Regions from separate parts of the Pan troglodytes genome. Here all the other regions are linked to region 2. The links are chromatin contacts, called in public capture Hi-C maps. All regions are on one chromosome and are shown on one strand. Each heading gives the region's core, a stretch centred on a gene start, on an enhancer-like site or on the middle of the called end of the contact. The rest is flanking DNA. Distances are from core to core; before and after follow the strand shown. Region 1 overlaps SDC2 (syndecan 2). Region 2 has its middle 77 kb from the start of MTERF3. Region 3 overlaps SDC2 (syndecan 2).

Evidence for each region. Capture Hi-C pulls out chosen DNA fragments and counts their contacts.
Region 1: a contact with region 2 is called in a capture Hi-C map of stem cell-derived neural stem cells, with 4 times the contacts expected there. The contact joins two enhancer-like sites. A contact is called at or near these places in 2 of 7 Hi-C or Micro-C datasets (induced pluripotent stem cells and stem cell-derived neural progenitor cells) and 1 of 1 other capture datasets (stem cell-derived neural stem cells).
Region 3: a contact with region 2 is called in a capture Hi-C map of stem cell-derived neural stem cells, with 2.9 times the contacts expected there. The contact joins two enhancer-like sites. A contact is called at or near these places in 1 of 7 Hi-C or Micro-C datasets (stem cell-derived neural progenitor cells) and 1 of 1 other capture datasets (stem cell-derived neural stem cells).

Annotation. Positions count from the first base shown.
Region 1 is chr7:106,808,236-106,811,992 of NHGRI_mPanTro3-v2.0_pri, forward strand. SDC2 (syndecan 2) reads left to right here. Exons shown (of 5, transcript XM_003311857.6): 2 at 3,533-3,644. Among named protein-coding and RNA genes, the nearest start is that of CPQ, 53 kb to the right of the region's middle. Within about 2 kb of position 2,141, at least 2 of the 24 cell types and tissues checked have an H3K27ac peak or open chromatin away from gene starts, as enhancers often do. A contact at or near this core is called in stem cell-derived neural stem cells, where this site is marked.
Region 2 is chr7:106,555,878-106,559,666 of NHGRI_mPanTro3-v2.0_pri, forward strand. No RefSeq gene overlaps it. Among named protein-coding and RNA genes, the nearest start is that of MTERF3, 77 kb to the left of the region's middle. Within about 2 kb of position 1,569, at least 7 of the 24 cell types and tissues checked have an H3K27ac peak or open chromatin away from gene starts, as enhancers often do. A contact at or near this core is called in stem cell-derived neural stem cells, where this site is marked.
Region 3 is chr7:106,741,881-106,746,019 of NHGRI_mPanTro3-v2.0_pri, forward strand. The region is part of intron 1 of SDC2 (syndecan 2); the gene reads left to right. Among named protein-coding and RNA genes, the nearest start is that of SDC2, 31 kb to the left of the region's middle. Within about 2 kb of position 2,866, at least 1 of the 24 cell types and tissues checked has an H3K27ac peak or open chromatin away from gene starts, as enhancers often do. A contact at or near this core is called in stem cell-derived neural stem cells, where this site is marked.

The sequences.
Region 1 (3,757 bases), core at 891-3,390, 250 kb after region 2:
CCTTCTAGCCATTGTGGGTTTACACAACTGAATCAGATGTGCATTCTCCTCTGGGAATTTCATCTATGGAGGCAGTGTAGTGCTTCAGTTTCCCTGGCTGAATGTGGCATTACGCAGAACCCTCTGTCTGTCTGCCGCACATTTTCTTCTTGGTCGTACCTTGTTGCTTTCCACAGCCTTCCTTTGCTCTCCTGTATTCACATCTTGCATCAGCCAAAAGGGAAAGGTCTGAAAGACCAGCTTTGTTTTTCTCCCAGCTTGTACTCTGGACCCTGTTAGCCAACAGTATTGGCACTGCCTCACAGCGATGGTCAGTCCCAAATTAAACAGCCTCGTTATGACACCCTACAGCCAGGCTGCAGCTCTGGACTTGTGCTTCTGCACGTTTCCTTCCAGTTGCTTTCGTCCAGCGTCTCGGTCCCATTGAGTAAGGGAGTGTGTGCAGAGTATGTCCCGAGGTTTTCTCCTCAGTCAAGCAGACTACATTTCGCCAGGTGTAAAATCGGTAGTTTCGAATTCACCCCTTTTCATGGCCTTGAGGAGATGCTTGTCTCCTTGTCCCAAGGGAATATTGGTGCATAAATCATTTCCCGTCCTAGGCATGTTCATTCCAGAAACCTTTCAGAACAGAGTGTGGAGTCTTCATAAAAGGAATTTGTCATGAGCGCAGGGTTTTTTTTTTTATTTTTTATTTTTTAAAGGGGAAGGCAATAGAGGTATTCATTATCTGCTACAGAGTGAAAAGGGCCCTGCTTTATGTTAAATTGGACTTTATGGAAAGATATTGGTAATTTCTCCTATGTTCTTGGTGCTCCTGAAATCAGAGTGGGAGAGAACTTTGATGTCAAAATTATTTTCACCACCCTGGATCACAGAGAAACACACTTTTGGCTGCCTTTAAACACATTAAACATCTGGTCAGCCCAGAGACCACCCGGGAGCCCTGTAGACCCCAAGTAACTGAGTGGCTGAGGGTAAGCCAGCTTCTCTAGACACAACCTGACTTCCACCCCAAGTCTTGTTGAAATACAGGCCTGACGGCTGTCCCAGGAAGTCAGTTGGCTTGTCAGGCTGCCAGTGTGGTTGAACGGTGAGGTGGCTAGAATTCTCTGGGAGGCATTTTTGGCCCATCTGCCTGGTAGCATGACAGATGTGTTAGTCCAGACAACTGGGTCATCGAATGAATTGAAATTCAATTTACACATAGGGATTAAGTATCTCAGTATTACCCTTGCCACATCAAACTTCATTGACAGAGCCAAGAGGAAAATGAAAGTCATTCAATGTTAAGATTAAGAAAAGGGAAACAAGATTCTAACATGGAAAGGGAATGTTTTGCTTACTTTTAAGACTGTAGGTTACTTAAATAGATGCAATGCAAGCTATAGGAGGTTTGGGGCAGATGGTCTCCTAGGCTTAAAATGGAGAGATTTTAAACTACGAGGATCCTGGAGGTCTTGTGACATGTAACTCTGAAACCTCAGTCCAAGGCCAATTTGGTTTAAGTAATCTCAGTCAAATATTTATTTTGTGTCCATGCATTTTGAGAGGGACAGAGAACACAGGTCATTCAAAACATGCCTTCAATGAGTCATACTCTGCTGAGGGGCAAGAAAAATACACATGAAACAATGAAAAGTAACAGTGAGGGTTTATGTCTTAAACTGTTCATATGCTACAAAATCCTAAAATAGTACTTTATAATTAGGAGGTGTATAAGGAGTGGAGAAGTCACAGCCTGTTTCATAGTAGACAGGATTTGAGAGAAGAAACCAGGAGGTCCTCCAGGGGAAGTAAATGGGACAAAGTTTAAGACAAGCAGGACGGAGAATGGCTTTTTCGTGGGAGCACGAACGGTGGTTCAACCCAAGCGGTGTTTACTGAGCATCTACTATATGCCAGGCACTGTGATTGGGGGAGGGAAGCCTTGCCTTTAAAGGAGCTGAGAGCCTAAGAGGAGGCAGTTGATGATAGAGCTGTAGAACACAGGGCTCCTGACACAGTTCACAAGCTTTGGGAATTACAATCTGGAATGGTGATAGCCTTGGAAACCAGTGAAACAGGGTGGCGTCAGATTGCAGAGTTAAGCTCTGACCATTCTACTAGAAAAGTTGCAGCACACTCTTGGCTCAGGGTGGTCCAGGCCACTGGAACACCAGTCCCTAAGGTTTCAGTTCTCAGAATCCACCAGTGTGATAGCTCAAACAAAATAGATTCCCATGCTTTGCTTTCAGTTGGCACTGAGGCCTGGTGGAGAATGTGGACTCAGGTTTAAAGTGCTTTAGCCTTGCTAGCCAGCTGCTGAAACCTGAGAAAATAAAGTGGTACTGTTACGGAGGGTTGGACCTGTCCTCTTAGGAAGGTTCCAATCACAGCGACTGCTGGAAGAGAAAGTTTTATTTTAAGATTAAATCTAATGAAAGCCAGTGTAGTAAGGGAAACATTATTTTATAATTTCTGTTAAGAGCAAACATTCTATATGATTTTTAAAAATAGAGCAATAATGAGTGTTGCCTGTTTCCAAACAAGCGTTGTTTAAAAGCTGCCTGTCTGCTTTATTATTTTTTTCCTGGGCTTTTGCGAGATAATGGTAGTAAAATATCAATTTACTAAAACCATTTTTTAAAGTCTTATACCTCTACTCTGTCTCAAGTTCATGCAAGTTCTTCTTTTGGCAGGATTAGGTTGAATTTTAATACTAAACTCTTACTGAAGAGTTAAGAAGCTGTGGAACTGGTATACTTAGTGACTGATCCCTCTCCATATTAAGCGTGTGATTTGCTATTACCAGTTGCCAGTAATAGAAAAAGAATGTGCTCGTGTGGGTTTATCTGTATTTGTCATTAAGGCTTTGCTAAGCCAATGAGCCCTAGAAGCAGGCGTGCAGTGGGCTTTCTCCCTGTCGGGTGAGCCTCACAGGCGCTGCTCCTCTCCGGGCACTGTGGCTGGCCTCAGCACAGGTCTGGGCTGGGGTAGAAAGGCCTGCATGGCCTGAGGACCCGGGTGACTGGGGATCTCTCATCTGTAGCGGTAAAGTTCTGAGCATTGCCAGGCCTGCAAGCACTGGTAGGATTTGATGGATCCCTGGGTGATTATTTAGCCTAAGCTAAGCCGTAATACCTTTGCATACATCCCCAAGAAAGACCTAAGTGTTTTGTTCCCTTTCCAGTAAGGGAGTGACAAAGAGAATGCCCAAGATGGCTTATAACTAGCATTGGGATGGCTGAAAGTCAGGTAAGTTTAGTGGAATGCAACAAAATAAGCCCAAGATAGGAGTTTAGATCTCTGAACTGTTTTCATTCTACTGGTTTAAGCTGTGTAGGCTTCCCTTGCAGGTTATTAGTCCGTGCTCACCTCTCAAATTGCTGTTAAGTTGTCAGGGTGCCTGAGGAAGACTGTGGCCAGAGATGTGGATTCAGACTACTGTGGGAGTGGGAGGGGTAGTCACTGCAGTATGTACCTGAACAATCAGATATACAAGTGTGTTTCTTAATCTCTCAACATCCTGACTCCCTTGTCTTTCCTTTCTCAGAGAGCAGAGCTGACATCTGATAAAGACATGTACCTTGACAACAGCTCCATTGAAGAAGCTTCAGGAGTGTATCCTATTGATGACGATGACTACGCTTCTGCGTCTGGCTCGGGTAAGGCGGCTGCTTCTAAACACTGGACCTCATTCTCCAGGCATGCACGCACACACATTTTACTGCGCTTACTTCAAGGAGACAGGCAGGATGCACAGTGGTTAAGGGCACTG
Region 2 (3,789 bases), core at 319-2,818:
ACACAAGGTGGGGAAGAAAAAATGTAACCATTGGCAGCCAGACTGAAGCTAGCCCTTTAAATACGGGGTTGGGGGGTTAACATCCACTCTTTGGAATGTGCTCAGTGACTGCTGCAGAGTTCCTGGGCCCACCCTAATGTTTACCAGGTGGGCGTTGTTTATATGGTTCTTATTGTTATGACAACTAGAAATCCCACAGTAGACCAGATAGTGCTCCCTACCATTTCCCATTTATAGGATTGAAATCAAGATGTAAGGAGAGCTGGCCGGGCGCAGGGCTCACGCCTGTAATCCCAGCACTTTGGGAGGCTGAGGTGGGTGGATCGCCTGAGGTCAGGAGTTTGAGACCAGCCTGACCAATATGGTGAAACCCTGTCTCTGCTGAAAATACTTAAATTAGCCGGGCATGGTGGCAGGCACCCGTAGTCCCAGCTACTCGGGAGTCAGAGACAGAAGAAATGCTTGAACCCAGGAGGTGGAGGTTCCAGTGAGCCGAGATCACGCCACCGCACTCTCCAACCTGGGCGACAGAGCGAGACTATCTTAAAAAAAAAATTAAAAAAAAACTGTAAGGAGAGCTAAGACGTCTGTCTGTCAGTGTTCCATTACATAATACACCTCTTTCCTTCACATATGTGTGCACATTCTCAGGATTATATTAGAGATTTGATTCTTTGCAAGGGTCAGTATCAGTAATGGCTGAGACTGGTGGGCTGCAGTCATGTTGCTATGCCATAAGAGGTTTTTACAACATTTCCCCTTTTTATCACACTTTATTCTAACCTGATGATGGGCCTATCTCAGGTGAAGATTGCAATAGTTTCCTTAATTTAACTTTGGTATTTGATGCATTAAATAAATATGGCTTTTTAATTTTGCTATCTTCTGTGAATTTAAAGGAATTATTTCATTGATGTCTACCAAAGAAGAGAAAAAAACAGTTGGATGTGAAATTTTTTTAGTTTGTAGGAATGCTACATTGTAAAAATCTTCCTTTTCTTCCATGTTCACTAAAAAATGCCTTTAGTCCATTTCAGAAAGTTCATCTGTGACTTGGTCTACTCTGATATTCCCTTTCTTGCAGCTTGTTAGGTGGAATTTTGAAGTTGCTTGTCCTGCAAAGAGATATTTGTTGTCACAGTCTAACAGTGTTCAAGGGTTTGCAACATGTCCAAGTACCTCCAAGGCCTCACAGGGCTAAGCTGAATTTATCCCTCATGATACTCTGATACTCATAATACTCTGGTTGAAGCCTGGTCTCTACCTCCATATTCAGTACACCCGGCTGGGGAGGCAGGTGACAGCAAGCTTCCTGCCTGCATTTCTAGCAAAAGGGACTCCTAAGCCCCAGCATTGTTGTCCTCTTGGAGCAGAGAGGAGAAGGGTGTTGGCAGATCTCATGGTCCCTTCCCCTCTCGTAACCCCAGTGAGGACAGTAACATCATTCAGAACATAGAATTTACCCAAGGGTTTTGCTTTCACAGCTGATGCAACCAACCACCCAGCCTCTTTAAGTGATCTGGGCTCACGCTTGTACTTGTGCCCCGGAGTTAATTGCTGGTTTTTCTTTGTTACTGGAATGCTCAAGACATCACCCTGGCCAGGGTCTGCAAACTGTGGGCACCGACAGTGCCCTGCGGGGGCAGGAAGATTTGCTCAGAGCTGTGACCTCCTGCCCCTCGGAGCAGTCATCCCGGGGCGTCAGAGCCTGGTGTTCCAGTGTAGGGTGTGGCCCCTTCCTGGATGCTAAGTAAAGGAGACTCTTGTGGTTTTACAAACCACAGGAAATGAAGTTTGTCTGCCTTTAAAAGAAAATTGGTTTTCTAACATTTGAGACTAAAAAAACCAAAATACTTCATTTTCGTGTCTGAAGTATACACACAATAGCTTTCATTACAGAGTCAAATTGCAGGCAAGGTTTATGTAACAATCCATACTGGAAATCCGGGCTGTAAGCCTGACTGTTCCCACCCGCCTGACAAAGGGCTGTTTGGGCTCATTCTCATCTCTCCAACTGCATACGTCATGGACTGATTAGGTATTTTATGAGTGCAGCGTGGGAAAGGCTTAAGAAAGATCTTCAGCTTTCAAAATGTTAGGGATCCTCCACCTCTCTTAGAGTGGATGAAATCCAGACCAGGAGCAGGGGAATAAGAGTTCACTAGGGCCACTGCTAACATGACTTCCAGACAGTGGCATTCAGAGGATTGGAGCCTTCAAAACACCCCCGTGTGGGGCTCTCCGCACCCCTTCCCTCCTGTCCCTGAATCCTCCCAGCAGCCACAGTAACACAAGCTTGCACATAGAGCACACGGCCAGGAAGTGCCGGGGGGCCGCCGGAGCAACACAGCCTGAGACTCTGTGCCAGGCTCCTCCCCTGGATTCTTGTGCACATGTCTTACTCCTATCAGCAGACCACAGCCCCATAGATCCTCACTGGCCTCAGAGCTGGCAAATGGATGGCAAGGAGCTGGTTCCCTGGTGACCGCCACACCTTTGCTCCTCCTCCTCCTCCTTGGAAGGAGACTCTGATCTCAGGTGCTTGCTTGATTAGAGATGGCCACACCTCCAAGCCACTCTTCAGGTGGCTCCAGGGGTGGTTGGCTGGTTGCGTGCTCTGTGGACAGAATAACTGGTGTTGGCCTTCATTGTCTTTTGTGTCCTGTGAGTAGGCAGACTCCGGCCTCGACATCCCTGTGTTTCTGTGGCCTGAAATCAATCGAGATGCCAGCTCTTGAACAGGGTCCCTATACTCCACGTGGATTCTTTTCCCAATGTTTTGACGCATTCTGCAAACTGTTGGAAGGCAATTTCTCTCCCCTGTAGCAGCTCCCTCTGCCCTCAGGAATGTGATTTACAATCTGATGAGGCCATAAACCTCTACTTTTCACGTCTGAAAAACAGCAAAGTATGGGAAAGAATGTAAATTATAAATACTGAATTCCTATGGTCAGCAATAATGGAATGTCCTGGGTGGGTTATTTTTTTAATATGGTATGCATATGGCTTTAATTTCGAAGGGGTTGGGTCCTCCCCCACCACTGTATTTCTTGGGAGAACAGATAACAGCAAAATGTCCTGCTGTGATACGGTGTTTTTCCAAAATGAAAAAATAGCATTTTTCTGATGACTCACTGGCCAAATACTTTGAAAGGCCACTGTTCATGGAGGGGGATGGGATGGTAGGTGACAGTGACATTTCCATACTCACCACCCTGGTGATCTGGTGTCTGTCCACCCCAAAATAACCCCCAATGTTCTCACTTAGCAACCTCCCGCCACCCCACTTTAACTTTCTAGGAGGAGGTTTTCCTATGAGATTTTTGAAATTCTCTTCCCATCTCTCTTATCAGTTGAGGTTCTGCTCCCTAACTGGGAACAGACTTCTGATTGCCACCATGAGCAGGAAAGACAGCCACAAAGCCGAGAGGCTGTGCAGGTTTGAGTTTTCATTCCAGCGGTGGGTCAGCGCCTGGCTTAGATTTCACACGCTGGGCAGCAGCAGCCCTGCGCTTTGCTGAGGTGGGAAAGAGCCACCAATCACGGGGTGAATTCCTGCTGCTGTTCTCAGACCACAGAAGCCGATGTGTGGTATTGCTGTGCTGGTGTTCAGCATTTTTCCCCTTAAACCCTTGCTCATCCCAGTTCAAAATGATGGGTGAAAGCTGAAAAAACACCCAGGGCCCAAAGTTCCCAAACTCCTGTTTCAACAGCCCACGCCTGCCGGAGCATCTATGACAAAGTGAACGGAGCTGTATTTTTCTTGGTGTGGTCAGTTAAGTATGCTGA
Region 3 (4,139 bases), core at 1,616-4,115, 190 kb after region 2:
GAAGGAAGGTATGAAATGGTGGTTAATCCTTTCCTCCATTTTGTCCCCAATTGCTTGCAGTGTCTCTTCACCCTACCGAGAAACACTTTCTCAAAGCTGTCTCTGTACTGTGATGATATCAGAGGAGTCAACTAAAAGTGATTTTCTCTGTAGACAGTTATTCTAGTTTATGGGATGTATTATAAAACTATTGGGGAAAATCACTGAACTACTAAGGTAAGGGAAATAGCTTAAGGATCTATGATCCATATTTGAAATAGTCATTAAGTTATATAATTGGATTTTTAGAGAACAAGATAGAGCAGTTTCAGGATGTAAGGTGTAAGATAAATCTGGTCCATGAACTGCTTCCAAATTGTCACCCTGACCAGAAGAAGTAACATTCCTCAGGTTGTGGCTTTATCTAGAAAGGGGAAATGGCTATTTCTGGATTAGCTTTATACAAATGAGTGTATTTCCCACCTGCTGCTTTTGCCTAGGGTTGGAATTTTTCCTTTTCACTGCTTGTTACTTGGCGTTTGGATGGAAACGTATCCTCCCTTTCAGAGCCAGAAGATTCTGTGTGAGTCATCAAGAAAAATTTCTCCGAGGAGTTATTAATTCAGTTAGTTGCTCCATAGTAAATGGTTCATGCAACAGTGATAAACCTCTGAATTTGAAATCTTTCTTTAAAATCTTTTTTCCTTCAAAAAATGCATACAGTGGATTGCTGAGCATCTAAAATCCCGCACTGTTCAGCACTGTCATTCTTGGTAATCGCTTTTTAGAGGATTTGGTGTTGTTTTGCTGCTTAAGCTAAACCACGAAGTTAAACTTTTGTACTGTGGAAGTAGCTCATGAATCCTTTAGATTTCTTGGAAGTGGAAAGATGAGTGTGTGGTGAATATATATGAATATCGCATATTTGAATGTGTTACTTACTAGTTTTGGTTGAGCATTAAGGTTGCCCCTAATGGATGGGATCTCTGCCAGGGGTAACTCTTGGAGTCCTAGGTGCTATTGGGGAGGAACTTTTCATTCTCGGCATTCTGGGGGAGATTTACATCTGTAAGCCGGATAAAAATATGTGGAAAGGTGATTAGTTTAATTGGCCCACTATTATAATTATTCAGTAGGAGGTGGCTGTGGGACTGCTATTATAGCCCAAAATGCCTGGTAGGAAGAGGCGGAGACTCATTGAAAACAGCAGCAAGGTTATAAAACGTTGGTTTAAACGTGCATTTAATAACAGATTACCCTGGTGCTTTAAAGACAGAGGAATGCTTAAGTATTTGGTACAAGAATCCATCCAAAAAAAGACGCGGATTTTTTTTCAAAGATAATTGTGGGAAATTCTGCTAATGATTTCTTTTCCCTTAAAATATACAGGGGAATATGATTTAGGTAGGTGTGAAGTTGCTCAACGTGTTGGTAACTTTAAGATTATTTCTTCTCTGGTTGTTGCCACAGACACTCAGGGTGGCCACAATGGTGGTGTTGTTTTAGGCTTCTTTCAAAAAAGAAGTCCAGTCCAGGATAATGTTGTAAAGTGGAGTATTTTTCTTTCACATCAAAGGGCAAGGAATGTTTTACAGACAGTGAGCTAAGAAGTAGGGCACAGATATTTCAGTACTTGCGTTGGGAAACTATGTGTGGAATGTCATAGTTCATATACCAGAGACCCCGAAGTGAATCCAGGTGCCTGCACGGTGCTAACTTTTCCTGGAGTGAGATGACTGTAGGCAGAAATTGCAGCCAGATGAACCTAAAATAAAATTGATGGCTTTATTGGACATTCTTTTCATGAGATTTAACTTCTTAACGTGCACATACATCACTCTGGGGATGTCATTATCATGGCTGACCTTTTGTTTGGGGGAGCTGCTGCTCGCTGTCTGTGCAGCTCCGATCAGCTTGGCTTTGATTACCACCCACATCTGTTGAGCATGTGAGAGAGAGATTTTGAAAAATCTCAAGCACACTGACAACTGGCTACAAAGATTTAATTAAAACCGGTCAGAACTAATTTCAGTTATATATTCCAGTTTAGGGTATCAACTCTTCTGGTTTCAGAAGGGGGAATTATGACTTCCTAAAAGTTGTTGTTGAAGGCAGCATGAGGAAATCTCCTTGGGCAAGCAGTGGGTTTTCTTTGTCCTAGCTCCCCCACTGCTACCTGGGGTTAATGATTGCAGGGTGGCTGGCATAATGAACCAGTGCCGGAAAGCTTATTATCAACATGCTGAAGTCATATTTAGAAATCATTCCTCCTCCTTTTTTCTCCTTTCCAATACAAGTCAGGGCACTGCTGTGGTTCCACCTAATAAATACTGCAGGCTTCATTGGGCTCTTTAATGAGACCTAATATAGTATCATTTGTGCACTTTAGTGGGTGGTTCCTATTTATATTTTTGTGTGGTTTACTGCTCAATCTTGGGAAGATGTGGGGTTTGAGGGTTTATCAGTTGCAGTTTTTTGTGGAACCAGTTTGAGTGAGACAAGACTTTGGCCATTATTTGTCGGGTTACATGGATCTCCATATGAGCTATGAAGATACTGGAATAATTGGGTCACAATAATGTAAAATCGTAGTCTGTACTTTCAGCTCATTCCAGAGGAATGATTGGAAGCCCTGCTCTCCCTCTCTTCTGCATGCAAACCTCAGGTGTGATTTCGGCCTGTGCCCAAGTGTTCTTGAAATGTTCAAGGCTGTCCGTTCCCACTCTGTGATGAGGCTTCCGGTTGATGTGTGACATCACTTAGGGCAGGAACTGGCACTGTCTTGATCCTGGCTGTCCTAGAGAAGCTTCTGTGCTTGGCCTTGGGAAGCCACCCCATTTGGTGCTGCTGTAGTCTCCTTTCTGCTCCTCTTTTAACAGCTGCCTCCCACCTGTGCTCACTTCCACCTGCAGGCCTTGTTTTCCAGTGGCACTGGAGTGCCATGCTGAGGTCACTGGACAAGTTCCTTATCAGAGCCCCCTTCCCATTAGAGTGAGGCTGCACCCCATCCTGCCTGGGCTTACTTTGTGCGTTGCTTGGGGGCATGGAGAAGGTTCTTGCCCTTGCTGCTTTATATGAGGTCCAATTCCTCCAGTGTTTGCCATCTCCTTTAGAGCTCTCTGGTGACAAAACCTTCTTCAGCTTGTCTACCCTCCAGGCTGGTGAGTTGAACTCAGACTGGTGCTCGGAAAGGTTAAAGGACTTGTCCAAGATGTTACCTTACTGGCAAACTGCATTCCCAAGTCTTTATTGATCTCCGAGGGCATCTCTTAATTTGTTGGAGTTTTCTTTTCCTGGAAGAAATACTGCTTGGGTCTCAGTTTCTCCACATATAAAATCAGAATAAGACCATAAATTCATGTAGTTGAAAGGGGCGGTTTCAGGAAGAAAACTAAGATAATGAAAGCCTCCGGAAAAGGGTCTGGGACGGCATTATTTACAGAGTACTTTCCACACATTGTCAGGGTGGGGCCGCACAGGAACCTTGTGGAGTAGGCATCATTGACCTGTTTCAAAGATGAACAAAGTCAGTCCCAGAGACCTTGAATGGAGGCTTATCAAAGCTAAGCATACGGCTTCAAGTTTAACCATCAAATGGTAGAGTTAGTCATGACTTTTGGATGTGCGGGCCAGGCATGTGCAGGGCCAGGTATGTTTTAGCCTTGTGGTTCTTTTCCTGATATTTCGGTCCTGTGGGCCTCCCCAAAGTGGCTTTGCACCTATGTTTGTTATGGGCATAAGGAAGTTAGAATTCTATGAATATGTACTGATTTTTTGTGATTCTGAATTTAAATAGGCCTCTCTATAAAGCTAATACTTGAAGTTTTGTTGTAATGAAGCATCGAAAATACTTTTACATAGGAAAAAGGAAGAAATGAGAATTTTACATGCTTGACATACCAAGCTGATCTCCTTAAAGCGGTTGCAAAAACCACCCAGTTGTTATACGATTGTTTGTTTCATGTTTCTTGTTATGTAGCATATTTCCAGTAAGTGGAGGGGCCAAATATTTTATAGTTACAGAAACTTCTTCTCTCCCTCCTTGAAGTTTAAAAAAGTGGATCAAATGTCTGCCTATTTTCAAGGAGGCAGGGAGACAGAAGATCTTTTCCAGATTGCAGGAAGGCCAACACAGGTTGCACCCAGAGAACTATGGAAAC